Regions from separate parts of the Macaca mulatta genome. Here region 1 is linked to region 2. Evidence: chromatin contacts called from public Hi-C data. All regions are on one chromosome and are shown on one strand. Each heading gives the region's core, a stretch centred on a gene start, on an enhancer-like site or on the middle of the called end of the contact. The rest is flanking DNA. Distances are from core to core; before and after follow the strand shown. Region 1 holds the start of UBE2D3 (ubiquitin conjugating enzyme E2 D3). Region 2 holds the start of MANBA (mannosidase beta).

The links. Hi-C and Micro-C count contacts between places; a contact is called where the count stands out from the background.
Region 1: a contact with region 2 is called in a Hi-C map of liver, with 2.9 times the contacts expected there. The contact joins the promoter of UBE2D3 here to the promoter of MANBA in region 2. A contact is called at or near these places in 3 of 14 Hi-C or Micro-C datasets (cortical neurons, fibroblasts and liver).

What each region holds. Positions count from the first base shown.
Region 1 is chr5:112,190,163-112,197,534 of T2T-MMU8v2.0, forward strand. It overlaps UBE2D3 (ubiquitin conjugating enzyme E2 D3), which reads right to left and starts at 5,089. Exons shown (of 8, transcript NM_001261204.1): 1 at 4,976-5,089; 2 at 4,034-4,185. The coding sequence starts at 4,057. LOC106998434 (a long non-coding RNA gene) reads left to right here and starts at 5,160. Exons shown (of 3, transcript XR_001444887.3): 1 at 5,160-5,736; 2 at 6,904-7,030.
Region 2 is chr5:112,125,754-112,132,652 of T2T-MMU8v2.0, forward strand. It overlaps MANBA (mannosidase beta), which reads right to left and starts at 2,270. Exons shown (of 18, transcript XM_078002035.1): 1 at 2,039-2,270.

The DNA.
Region 1 (7,372 bases), core at 3,839-6,338, 67 kb after region 2:
ATACTAGTTGGGGACAATAAGTATATTTTGTTCACTCTTAAGACCTCCTAAGCAGTTAACTGGCACATGTTAGTTTTCAGTGCTTGAAGAGACTACCCCAAAAGAATTAAATCCACTTCCACTTTCAAAACATATTAGCTAAAATCTTAACTCACAAATTAGCTATAATCTAAGAGTAAAGCTAAATCCCAATTACTTAGATGTGGAAGTGGGAGAGCAAAGCAGCTTATTTCAGATAACAAACTAAAACCACATACATTATAAAATAGGAATTGAAGGGCCGGGCGCGGTGGCATACACCTGTAATCCCAGCACTTTGGCAGGCCGAGGCAGGCGGATCACAAGGTCAGGAGATCAAGACCACCCTGGCTAACACGGTGAAACCCTGTCTCTACTAAAAATATAAAAAAATTAGCTGGGCGTGGTGGTGGGCGCCTGTAGTCCCAGTTACTCGGGATTCTGAGGCAGAAGAATGGCGTAAACCCGGGAGGCGGAGCTCGCAGTGAGCTGAGATGGTGCCACTGCAGTCCAGCCTGGGTGCCTCACTATCTGATATCAATCTCAGTTACTGACTAGTTGTGTGACTAGACAACTATTTCTCTGGGCCTGTCACTTCATCTATAAAATTCGCACATCTATGCCACATAGTTGTCTTGAAGATTAAATGAGTTACGGTTTAGATGAGACTGCATTAAGTCTTAACTATTGTTAGTAACAGGCAATACTATATGAAAACCCTAAAAGATGATATCAAAGTATAGTGGTTAAGAACACATACTCTGGACCAGGCTGCCTGGGTTCGAATGCCAACTGTCACAACATGAACCCGGATCATCTTCTTAACCTCTGTGCCTTAGTTTTTCAATTTCAAGATGGAGATAATCTTGAAATTATCTCAGCGGAAGTGGTGGTAGGAGGGGAACCAGAATCAAATTAGAGTTTTCTAACCCCTTACCCATGGTTTCCCTGCTAGTTGCTTGCTTATAACATTAAAGTCATACTTGCAGAAATAAGAATCCTTATGAAAACTTAAACAGGGTGTATACAATGAGAACATGAGCTATTCTTTTAGGCTTGGTTCATGTTATATTTATCTTCAAATGTCCCTAAAACACATATACTGTAGTCCCTGTTTATGGGAGTGGTAAAATTGTCTATGGCCCTTAATACCAATCAACTTGTGAGTGCCACTTTTAACTCCTGTTGTTTAACAGCCCTATTTAAGACTATATTACAGCTTGTTCAAATACAGGAAAAAAGCTGATTGATCTAGTAGTCAAAAAACTTACTCCAAGAACATAACTGAAGCAAAGGATAAATTCAAAGGCTCGATCAAATGGACTGAAGGTTAAAAGTATTCCAATAATCATTTCAGTAAAATATTAATGACGAATACAAATATATCTTAATATTTGAAATGTGGAATCTTCAGACAAGAATAAACTCGAAATAGGTACCTAACACAAGGATACCATACTGACATCAACGACTACTTGACCCTGTATTTCTAGAACAGGTGCCTAAACCTAAGAGCATTCCAGTTCAGAGTACACTCACTAAAATTGTTTGGATGTGGAATGTTTGAAGGTTGCCTCATGTGATTCTAACATTAACAGCTGAAAAACCAAACCACATGCACATGTCAAAGTTTCTGTAAGTTAAATCAATAATGTTGACATAAACACTGGTTTTTCCTATCTACCAAGTTTTTATGTTGTGTCTATATTACATAAAATCTTCAAAATATTATTTCGAATATTAATTATTTTTAAAATACCAGAAGACAACCTTATATTAACTAAGAGTATTAAACTAGAAATCAAATTTCTTAAACAAAAACGGTTAAGAATTATAAATTGTGACATTAAAATAGCAGTAATAACTGAGTGTCATATATCAAGGGCCTGTTCAAATCTGCATATTAATCCATTTAATCCTCAAAACAAATCTACGAACTTAAAATTTGTTTTGTTCACTGCTGCCAACCCAATGTCTAAAACAGTGCCTGGTACATATTAGGCAAACAGCCATTTATTGTTTATACTACAACAGATACCCTTCTTGTAAAGGCACACGAACTTGCCCAGAGCTCGAATTCTAACTGGAGCATTTCTGCTCCAATGTTAACACTCTTAGCCACTGTTACATTGCCTCTCTAAAGCTTTTAAATCATTTAACTGGTGTCACAGCAGCTGGGTATGACCTGTAAGAGAAAAAAAATCAGTGAGACCTTCCTTTAACGTGTTCTGTTCCACATGCACAAAAAGCTATGGATCTAGAACGACTCCACATTTTAGTGGCCTAAACTAATTCCAACAGAATAGACTTTTATTTGTACTGAATGTTATGCTCGTTGCGTAAACTACACTATAACATACAACTAGGCTTCTCCAATATGTTCCTGGCCTTTAAAGTGGTCACAGGAAGAGGATATTATTTCAAAATAATATATTTTACTTTAATTCTTAACTCCTAAAAAGCTTTTCTTCCTCTTTTCTTTCATTTCGCAAATACAAAGATTTAAATTTTTATTTCGCATAACCCAAAATGACGATGTAATGAAGGCCTAAAACAAAATTCAAGATTTCATATCAATATATATTGAATGAAGATTTAAACCTTCCTCTTTCATGAAACACCAATCTTGCCAAATAAACTTCAGTCATAATTAAATACATGCAAATGTAGTAGTATCAGGTCTATTTTAGTAAAGGCAAGTTCTTGCCATTCCTCTCAGAACTCTTCTTAAAAAAGTAATCTATTAAAACCAAAGTTTCTAACACTCACCGCCCCCCCACCATTTTTCTAGTAGGGCTGAATTTATTCCATGACATTTTTTTCAAGTTAGCTGTAAATACTCCACCCTCCTCGATTGTGCAACAACCAAACACACCACACAAACACAAGTCACAAAAAAGGGAAATACAATCTAAGAGTTTGAATTTAGATAAGTTTTGAGCAGAGGATCTTAGAGCAGTGCACAACCCTATACAAAAGTTAACATTTAATAAAGCATATTATTTCACATTATTACGAAAGGAGACGCCGGAAAGAGCCTGAACCAGTTAAAGCAGCCGCCATCTTAAAATGCGGGATAGAAGTTAGAGCAAGAAAATGAGACTAAACCACCGGAGGTGGAGGTTCCGCTCACTCCCAGAGCTATGAAAAACCATAGTTTTTTTCCAACTTAAATCGATAATATACTATCAAACCACTCAAGTAACGAAAGAATCTTTCCCAGCAGTGTTATTAAATAGAATGAGGCAAAAATAGGTACATCTAGCTTTCCCTTACTGCCATCGCACCCCTTATCCACCCCCACTCCCCAGCCAAAAGGAAAAGGGAGCTTCCAGAAGACCTTTTACATCAGTTCCCGGTGTCCCTCGGATAAATAGCTTCGGGTGAAAAGCCGCAACTACAAAATACAGGAAGTGGCAACACTGTGTCATTCCATCTCCTCCCAAACCCACTTATTCGGTATAACCTGCCCAGAGTCGACGAAGAGTTTCTACTAGACTCACTCACTGTCCTTCAATATGCGAGACTTCTACCCGACCCTCAGTCAAGTTCCGGACTCCCCAGATTTTTTTTCTCCCCTCCGAGTTTTCTTTCTCCCCGCTAAAAGACCTAGATAACCTTGATCTCACAACTAAAGTAAGTTTTCAAGCACCAAGAATAGGAAGCGCCATGACATCTGCTGGAGCGTCTCTCCGCAATTCGGACCCCCAGAAGAACTCTTAAGCAGCAAAAAAATAAAATAATAAAGGCGCCTTAAGTCACTCTCCTCCACCCCTAATTTGCACCGATTCCACTGAAGCACACTCATAACATCTCACTTGCCACAAGTGTTCTCCGTTCCCTAACTTTAACCTTCATTTCTTCAAGTATATCCGCGTTCTCCATCCCCCCCAATGGAAGAAGTGATCCAACTAGTATTTTCAGAATTATGCTTCTTTTCCACCCCCACGCTTTCCTCTTGGCCCGAGCCTTCCTTTTCTACTACCACCCCAATTCCCTTGTCCCCGCGGGTTACCTTATTAATCCGTTTCAGCGCCATAGTGTGTGCTTGTCGTCTGGCTCCTCACTCTCTCGGTGTATGCTCAAAGGTCCGGCCAAAACTCTTGATTATCCCGGCGGCGGGGCAGGATTGTCTCGTCTCACAGCGGCTCTGCCAGACACAGGCGCCTTTTGCAAAAACGGAGCAGATCAGCACTCGCACAGGCCCCGGAGAGCCCCTGATGAATCCAGGTCCCTTAAGGCGGCCGCGATCCGGGGTGGGTGGGGTGGCGTGGCAAAGCCACCAACAGCCTCAGTACTGTGTTTTCGGCCCGAAGTGGGGGCGAGGGTGACGGGAAGAGCGGAGGTGGTGGCTACAAGTTTAACTTCCCGGCCTCTAGAAAGGAAGAGACCCGGGTGGGAGAGGAAGAGGCGTAGGAGAAAGGGGTGGGTGCGGGGCAGGGTCCGGAGCCCAGCAGAGGAGGAGCCGGGGCCTAGTCGGCGCTATACCGGCGTCACTAGGGCAAAGAAAGGCAAGGGGGGAGGGGGAAGCAGAAGACTCCGGACGGACGCCGGGCTGCTTTTGGTTTCTGCCCAAAGGTGCGGCCGGGTAGGGGAAGGAAATAAAGGAAGGGAGGTTTGATGTGTGTTGCTGTCCTCGCAGCGAGCTATTCTGTGTCGCCTCTGACGCCACCGTACACTCACTCCGCCTCCCAGCGCGCTCCCGCGCGCGCCCGCCCAGCCACCTCCACCACGCGCCCGTGCTGTCCCTGAGGCTCCGGCTTAGGCGCGAGGACGCGCCCATTCCCCCTCCTCCTCCAGCAGGAGAGGCCGCGGCTTCTCCAGCCTTCCCACCCTACCCCACCGCACCCAATAGGCTGGCCGCTCAAGCCGCCCAGGGCCCGCACTACCCCTCTTACCCGGCCGGCCACTGGGCCGGCCTCCCTTCCCTGCCCTAGCCGTCCACACCCACGCGTACAGAGGGGCCGGGGCCTCCCTCAAGCTGCGGCCTCGGCCTCCTCCCCGCGCGGCAGCTGGTGCCTCCCCGGCCCTACGGGGCTCACGCGCACGACACAGCCACAAGATGTCCGCTCTGACGGAACTACTGCCAGCTGCCACGCTCCGCCCCTCCCCCTCCTCCTGCCTCTTCACCGCCGCGGATCAGTCCGCCAACGCCGCCGTCGCGAGCACAGGACCGATGTGAGGCCGAAGCCAGACGGCTTGCTTCCCACGTCCGGGGCCGAGTGAATACGTGCCAAGCCCTTTTCCTTCTCCTTCTCGGAACAGCACCTTCTTACTAAACAGATCGGAGATTGGACCAGAAGGGCGGGGGAGGGAGGCGGATCATGGGCTGGGGGAGGGTAGACGAGTGGCGGAAACCCTTAGGCTCAGAGAAGCATCGAGAACCGGAAGGAGACCATGGGAGGAAGGTAAAGGAAGCTGCCGCTGCGCGATCCAGCCCCACGCCCCTCCCCACAGCGTCCCCCAGTTTCCTCACTTGGTATTGAGGAGACGACTCTCGCGAGAACTTCGTGGCTGGCTAACCGAAGCGGTACCTCTGCAATGACTTAAGAGCAGTTTTGTGCGCTCTTCTTGACGGGGTTCCGCCCCCAAAATGTACAAGATCTCGCGAGACGCAGTAAGGCACCGGCTCGAACTGGGGCGGGCCACTGCCAGGAAAGCACCGCCCCTGAATGCTTATACCGGTGGTTGGAAGAGGAAATGGAATTCCCCGGACTGGTAAGAGCGCGCGCAGACACAGCCCTCTCTCACGCGCCCAATCAGGAGTGTGTGGTGGGAGGTGCCAAGGATTAATTACCAGATACCTTTAGTTTAGGTTGGGCCGGGATTTTGAGGTTTCCGGTGGAACAGGTGAGCAGTATTTACTCGCCTGCCTTCCTGGGCTGGTTATTCTATGGGAGTAGGCGCCCCTCAAGATGGGAATAGCAGTTTTAAATAGACCCAGGTTGGCCGCTCATCAGCGCTCCCACGTGCTGAGGTCTAGTGTCTCTCTGACACTGAAGGAGCAGTACAGAGAAGAGCAGGGATCGGGCTGACTCAGGCTCAATTGAGTGGATGAGGCTAGGGCAGAGTGTTAGGGGCAGGGTTTTCACTCGTCTCCGTAATCAGTCGCTGCCATCCGCCAAGGTGTAGATGTGGGAACAAGCTTAAATTCTCTACCTTTAGCTTCTGTTGCTGTGTTTCAGTTCTTGAGCCAGAAAGTGTTGAGACTAATTAAGAAATTAGGTAGAGTTTAGAGTCAGAAAAACAAAACAATACTTCCTGAAATATCCAAGTTGGGAGGTGGGATTTACATGAATAGGACTGGCCTGTTTTAGTCAAGGGCTTAAAGTATAGAGAGGGCAGTTATGCTCTCTAGTGTATCCTTCAGGCAAAAGAAAGACCTTATTTTTATGAGGAATTTAAAGGTGGGTAAGCACTGACCAGCTTAAGGTTTTCTAATATTCCTTAATGACCCCAGTTACCGAAGTGGAGATCTTCAATCACATGGAAAAATAAACTTGTTTTAAAAATACACTTAATTTGAAAACTGTTGCAGAAAGTTTTACCTAATAAAAACAACACGTCAACAATGATGAATATAAGTGGTCTAATGTATACTGTTCAAGTGGCTATGTAGTGTCACTAGTGAAGCAGTGCTTCTCAAACTAACGTCCATAGGAACCACCTGGGGTTTTGTTGAAAATGCGGCTTTGATTTGGTAGGGCAGAGGTGGAGCCTGAGAGCCTACATTTCTAACTAGCGCCCAGGTGATACAGATTTTTCTAGTCTGAACCACCCCGTGAGTAGCAACGCCCTGAAGTGCTTACCTCATGGCCTAACTGCTCTTGAGGCTCACCTCTGGCCCCTCCCTCCTCCCTGAATAATCTATGTTTTCTCTCCTAGCTAGCCAAATATACTAAAAGCACAGGACTAGGCATGAAGGTGGAGGGAGGAACCCAGATTTGTTATTGCTTCCCATTTGTTTGATACTGGCCTGGTTATTTTCTGACCCCGTTTCTTCACCGCCAAAGTAAGTAATAATAACTATCCTTTCTCATAGGGTGATTGTGGGGTTTAAGTATCATAATATATGTGAAAGGATACTGTAGTCTCTACAGTGTTGTATAAATGTCAGTTATTAAAGTAACCAGAAAGACATTAACTGGCCATAGTGTGAAACAAATGTATAGTAGTAATAATGGTCACGCCTAGTAATCCCAGCACTTTGGGAAGGCTGAGAGGGGTGGATCATATGAGGTCAGGAGTTTGAGACCAGCCTGGCCAACATGATGAAACCCCATCTCTACTAAAAATATAAAAATTAGCTGGGTGTGGTGGCAGGCGCCTGTAATCCCAGCTGCTCGGGAGGCTG
Region 2 (6,899 bases), core at 1,020-3,519:
ATTGCCCAGACTGGTCTTAAACTCCACCTACCTCTGCCTCGCAAAGTGCTGGGATTACAGGCATGAGCCACTGTGCCCAGCCTGATGATTATTTTCAATAGGCCTTGTGTTTCTTAAGCCCCAAAAGCCTTCTCATTTCTCATCCCACTGCCATTTGAGACCCATATCCACCTGACTGAAACCTCAAGGTTTTTCTAAGAATTTATGAAGAAATTTAAGAAATCTCTTCAAATTGTTCCTATGAGGAAGTTATTTCATACTATGAGCAAATTCATTTTCATGAAGTATCTGTAGTAACCAAACATTGTTTCTTAGCTCTGTAATACAGCACAATAATCTGACTTACTGACTTACTCTATATTTCCCATTAGCTTAATTTTATTTATTTATTTATTTATTTATTTATTTATTTATTTTGGTAGAGATAGAATCTCTCTATGTTGGCCATGCTGGTCTTGAACTCTTGGCCTCAAGAAATTTTCCCACCTCAGCTTCATAGACTCTTTCTATGTTGGCCACGCTGGTCTTGAACTCCTGGACTCAACAGATCCTCCCACCTTGGCCTCCCAATGCTCTGGAATAACCGGCTTGAGTCAACATACCAGCACCCATTGGCTTAATTATTTCAGTAAAATGAGGCAAAGACGAACCCTACAAAATGAACAGAGGCATTCTCAAAGCAGATATAAGTGAAGACTCAGAGTATACTGTGGTCAACTGTGTTCTATATCACAAGTAGTTTGTCAACTAAAAATAAAGTACTAAAGTTTGGGAATGATTTACTATAAAAATACATTGGACAATGGTCAATGTCATTTACAACATTCACCTCCTTTCTGATACACATCTCAGGAAAAAACAAACAAAAAAAAAAAACGACTAAGTACCAGGTCAGAAATTTTGCATAACCGCAGGTGACCACCTTGTCATGGAAATAAACTTAGAATGGTGCTCCTGAAAGTCAACCACAGTGCTTCAAAAACACATGATTTTTCAAAAAACCAAAGTAAGCATACCACATAGTATAGAGACCAGGCTATGGAGTTGACCTGGGTTAGAATTCCATTTCTTTCCATTTAGTTGCTGTATGATATTGGTCACCTTCCTAATTTCTCTGTGTTCCATAATTCCATATTATCCATAAAATTCAGATATGAACACTTACTATATAGAGTTGTTATGAGGATTGGACAATGTATGCATCCCACAAGTAGATCAATTACAAGCACATCTTGCCCCATGTAAAGGCAACACGTGGCAACGCTGTGCAAGAGGGAACAGCAAAAGCAGTTGGAGGATGGAAGTCAGTTTGCAAACCTATGCACACAGGCAGCCAAACAGGAAAACGTCCCCCACAAGTAGTCTGTAAATTGGAGACTCCATTGAGATACACACACACACACACACACACACACACACACACACACACACACACGCCCTGAGAGGAAACAGCACCTTTGTTCATCACCAAGTTAGCCTTAGAAATTATTTACCCATTATTAGCCACACTAGCACTGACAAACCCAACTTTACTCTTGTAGGTCATTCTCCACAGCGTCTGTGCTGCATCAATCCCAAATCTGACTCCCTGACGCTTAAAAGCGAAAATAAAAAACCGAGACATTACTCAATAGAGTTAACCCTTACTTAGCAAAACGCTGTTGTCCCCTGTAGCGTGCAGATAGTAAAGACAGTAATTCCCGACCTTATGCTTGTCAGTGACAACATGCCCTTTGTATACACGCTTCAGTCGAGAACGACTGCGGTAAATAAACTGCTAGTAGCAATACCGTTCCTCTATCTAAACTTCCGCTTTCCAGAGTTACTGATGTCCCAACATGGGTCCGTCGCTCATCCGTCAAGCCCGTACCCCATAGCCTGGGCATTTCCCCCAGCAGATCACAAGATGCAAAGGGGAAGTTACTGCCAAACCGACAAGAATGGCCCACAGCTGGGGGCTGCCAGGCGGTTCCTGGGCCCCTCTCAGCACCAGAGGAAGGCGGGCGCAGGCTCGCTACGGGTCGGCCGCATGCCGTACCTGGATCAGGCCCTGCTGGAACAAGGCGCTGTGCACGCAGCCGGGGACCGCGCCGGGCAGCTCCAGCGAGCCGTTCCCATTGCAGATGCTCCAGTTTCCCCGCAAGCTGTAGCTAAGCGCCGCAGCGGTGGTCCCTGTACCGCACAGCGCGAGCAGCAGGAGCAGGTGGAGGCGCATCTTGGGAGCCCGCGCCACAGAGATGTGGAAGGATAGAAAGGCAGCGCTGCAAGAGACCGGCGGGGAACCCACTCACCCACTCGGAAGGAGCAGAGGCTTTAGGTCCCCGCCCCGGCCCCGCCCCGGCCCCGCCCCGGCCCCGCCCCGGCCCCGCCCCGGCCCCGCCCCCAGGTCAGCTGAGCGCTCTCCCGGCGCCGCCGCGGGCTGCAGGAGAACGAGGAGCCTGCGCCTGCACCCGGTGGAAGTCCGGCGTCGCGGTTGCGGTAGCTGCAGCCCCCGAGAATAGCTACAGGCTGGGGGGCATTGCGGTCTGAGCCCTCCTTCAGTGCTCCTTCCCGCCGCCTCAGTACCTACGACTGGAGGCAAGAACCTTGCACAGTAATTGGGACATAAAGATCCCTGGACGCGAAGTGGCACAAAGCCTCGGGAGATCAGAGACCGACTGTACGTGGAGACCACAGCTGGAGAGGCTCCTCTCTCCTTCAAAGAACCGAAACTGGGAGACAACCCACACTTCCCTTCCCCCAAATTTACACAGACCCTCATCTACCTGGTAGCATAACCCTCACCCCCCTGCAGCTCAGCTCGCGGGTCTCAGAGCCTACCCCTCCCTTCAAAGAGTAAAAAAGTACTAGCAGTACCTCACACTACCTAGCAGTACCTAGCAGTCACAAGGTTGTTCCGAGGGCTAACCAAGAAAATGAGACTACAGCATGTAGCATGTAGCATGCAGCATGCAGCATGGAGCCTGGCCCACAGAAGGCACTCACGTTAGCTATTGTTACTAGCGGCCTACGTCCTTATGTTTCATAAAGCCCCACGGAGGTTTCTGAGGTTCTGGAACCTGCCCTAGGCGCGCAACTGAGTTTAAAATCCTCTGCACTCACTAGCTGTGGGACTTGGGCAAGCCGCAAAATCTCCATCTCCGTTTCTTGAAGTTTTCAAGTTGCTTTAAGTATAAAATGAGTTAACATATGTGATCGTCCCTAACAATGCCAGAGTACCCAAGAAATACCAAGGACTTATTTCGGGTGTTGTAGTCAAATGGCCTACCTGAGTCCCATTCGTTCAATAGGACGTAACAGTGATCCCAGAAGTTAAGAGGGAATTTTACATTGCATAGACTGCCTTTCTCCTGTGTTGACGTTATCTGCCTTGTATTTATGCTTTGGAAGAAGTCCTTGAAAAGAAATTTTCTCTCATCAAATCTGAGCTTTGTTTTGCCTTATAATGGCCTTGGAATTGCCTGATTCTGCAGGCACCGGACAATATCTTACTTTGCAAAGTCAGCATTATTTACAAACCCTGAATATCTTGGCTTAAAGGACATATGGATTATTCAGCCCAAGCCGCTGGCTTACAGATGAGGGAACCGAGTTCAAAGAGATCGGGGCCAGTCGCCGTGGCTTACGTCTGTAATCCCAGCACTTCTGGGAGGCCGAGGCGGGTGGATCACTTGAGGTCAGGAGTTCGAGACCAGCCTGGCCAACATGGTGAAACCCTGTCTCTATTAAAAACACAAAAATTAGCTGGGCGTGTGGTGGCACGTGCCTGTAGTTGCAGCTGCTCGGGAAACTGAGGCAGGAGAATCTCTTAAACCCAGGAGGCAGAGGTTGCAGTAAGCCGAGATGGTGCCACTGCACTCCAGCCTGGGCTATAGAGATTGAAAAAAAAAGAAAAAAGAAAAAAAGGAGATCAGGTGACTTGCCTGTCACATAGTGGCAGACAGGATTAGAACCCTCCTCTTCAAGGTCCTGCTGTCAGAGCCCAATGATATTACAGGGGAAACTCTCTCACTCACTGCTTCAAAGTGAAGCATTTTTACCTTTGATAGGAACAAAGCTCTCCATTCAAATTATATGCCATAATTCATGGCATTAAATGGCTAGCCATGGTCTGTGCAACACTGATAACACAAGGTTTATGGCAACAAGAGCAGCACAGGAATTTTTTCATAACTCTCAGATATTTCATTAAGCCAAATCAGAGGAAAATTCATCCTTGATGATATATATGGATATATTCTGTTGTATTAAGAAATAAGAAATATAATTTTTAGAAAAACAATAATAGAAGATTCTCATTCCTCCTTTCATTCCAGGATGTAAGCATAACATCATTTAGGTTACTTCATTTTGACAACAGAGAACATCAAAGAATAATCAAAGCCCTAATAAGTACTCTTCCTAAAATTGGAATTGGCACAGATGACATGATGTTTTCATTTTCTTATAGGATAATTTTTGTCCATGATTTTCTGGAAGAATAAACCTTATTTAGAGAGTCATGATACCAAATGCAATGTTTAAAATAGTTGTGGATATCTTTAACTTACACTGTATAAACAGATTTCATTTTGATCATTTCATTTGGTGCTTCCCAAAGTTTGAATTATTTAGAACAAGTGATAGTTCCCTGGTTTAAAAAGATAAATAATGGCTACAGTGGTTAAATGATGTATAGGGTCGGTATCCTGTCACAACAGGCCAATGGAGGTAGTTAGGTCCTTTGCTATATGACAACACTTCCTTCATATCTAAATATATAAAATCGGTAAACTCATTAGAACACCATGGCCAAGGATATTCCAATCCCATGATATATTACAGAAGTTATAATAAGGGAAAGAAAATAAAAGAATAATGAGATGTGGAGTGGACATTTTCCTTTAGACTCTTAGTGTCTGATTAAACCCCAGGACTGGGGATAATAGGACATAAGTATCCTCCCCAAAGGTTTGACATACTTCGCCATAGTTTGAAGCCCCAAATGTTAGAACAAAGAGAGAAGGTAGTGGGAACTATGTATACCACTAGAATTTGGTGTGTCAAGGATGCATATGCGTGACTTTCCTATAAACCAAGAGGACACCGTAGGAAGTAACCAGGCTTGAGCCAGTATAATGGGACTCTTCCCAAGAGAGTCCAAGAAGTCAACTACAGGACACATGGCCTACGTCAGCAAACTGTGCAGTAGAGTATTTCCCTGGAGAAGTCTCCAAAGAAGAACCTACACCATCCCTCATTAAGCATTACAACCAACCTGAGAAGGAAGGGAGGCCCAGAAGCATTGGAGAGAGGGGAGGGTTGTAAAAAGAAACCTCCCGCCTTCTCCACCGCTGTCCACCAGCCACAGGTTAATTCTGAACTAGATGGATGGGGGAAATAAATGTTTGAGTTGGATATGAGACTAAAATTTTAAATTGAACTGTGTTTAAACTGTGTTTAAAATTCATGAGAAGTTTGCCTGTTTGTTACATTGTAACGTTTCTGGTGACAGAAGGAAAGTTAGCTCTCAGTGACTGAAATGGAGAAAGAAAATTTGTATTTTAATATCATTGTCAATGTTATTGGGTCATCGAGGGGTGAGGATGAGGAATAGTGATCAGGTTGTGGACTACAGAGCTTGAGTTATGAACCATACAATTAAAGCGTTTTTACCTAATGGCATAAAGACCTCACTGCACCTGATACATTCTGTTTTACGTCATACACAACACTGAAAAAAATTGACAACATACGGAGCCACAGAGAAAATATCAACAAATTCCAAAAAATTGCTAGCATGGAAAGCAGCCTTCTCTTATCGTAATGTAATAAAATTAGAAATAAGAAATGAAAAAGGATAAACCAAACCCACTTATTCGGAATGTTTATATATATATATATGTATATACTAAATAATGCATGGGTCAAAACAATAATAGATTTCCAGTTTCTGGCCTGGCATATAAGGACCTTGGAAGTCATCACTCTATCCTAAAAACAAGTAAAAAGCTGCACAAATTGAAAATAGACAACTCTTCTTAGCTGAGTCAAAGAAGTGAGGTCACAGGGCAAACGACTGCCCCCAAAATTAGAGATGTAGACAGGTAGATACAGGCAATCACAGCTTACCTGACTAGACCACACACTACCCCCCAACCATTTTCCCAAGGCTGAAATCTCAGTGGGAACCAGTACGGAGTAGGAAGACCTGTACTATAATTGACAAATTACTGGAGGACCAATATGCACGAATTTGAGAGTTAAAAACTCCAAGGGGACCCAGTCTTAGGCGAGTGGCGTACTTTTGTAAGTTTTCCTCCAGGAGCTCTACAAAGCTCTTAGTGAAGACTGAAGAAAAATCCTCTCATCTTTCCTGCAGGGAGGAGGAAAGTAACTATTCTGAATGTGCTAGAGATTCTGTGCTTCTTAACAAGACCCATTCTCAAAAGAAACAATTTTACCAGAGCTGAACCAACTGGGATTTTATCAGAGCCTCGCCAGCCTGGGGGAAGGAAAATACCCAACTCCTGCCCTCTATAGACATTCTGCCCCATCTAAGGGGGTGAAACATAGCTGAGAAACACTGTGAAGTTCACAGTCCAGGGGACTGGGCTCATTAGATGACTGAGACCCCTAATCAGAGGACAATAGACCATTTTCCCTCTCCCAACGCCTTTCCAACACATCACTGAAGGCCTATTTACGGCAATTTCACCCAGGATGTCATGTATGGCTTTCAACAAAAATTTACAAAGCCAAAGATACAACTTGGAAAGACAAAGCAAATGCCAAAACCAAACTCAGATATGGGGGGAATGTTGGAATTATCAGTCCAGGAATTTAAAATAACTATGATTAATATGCTGAGGGCTTTAATGAAAAATTTACACAACATACAAAAACAGATGAGTAATGCA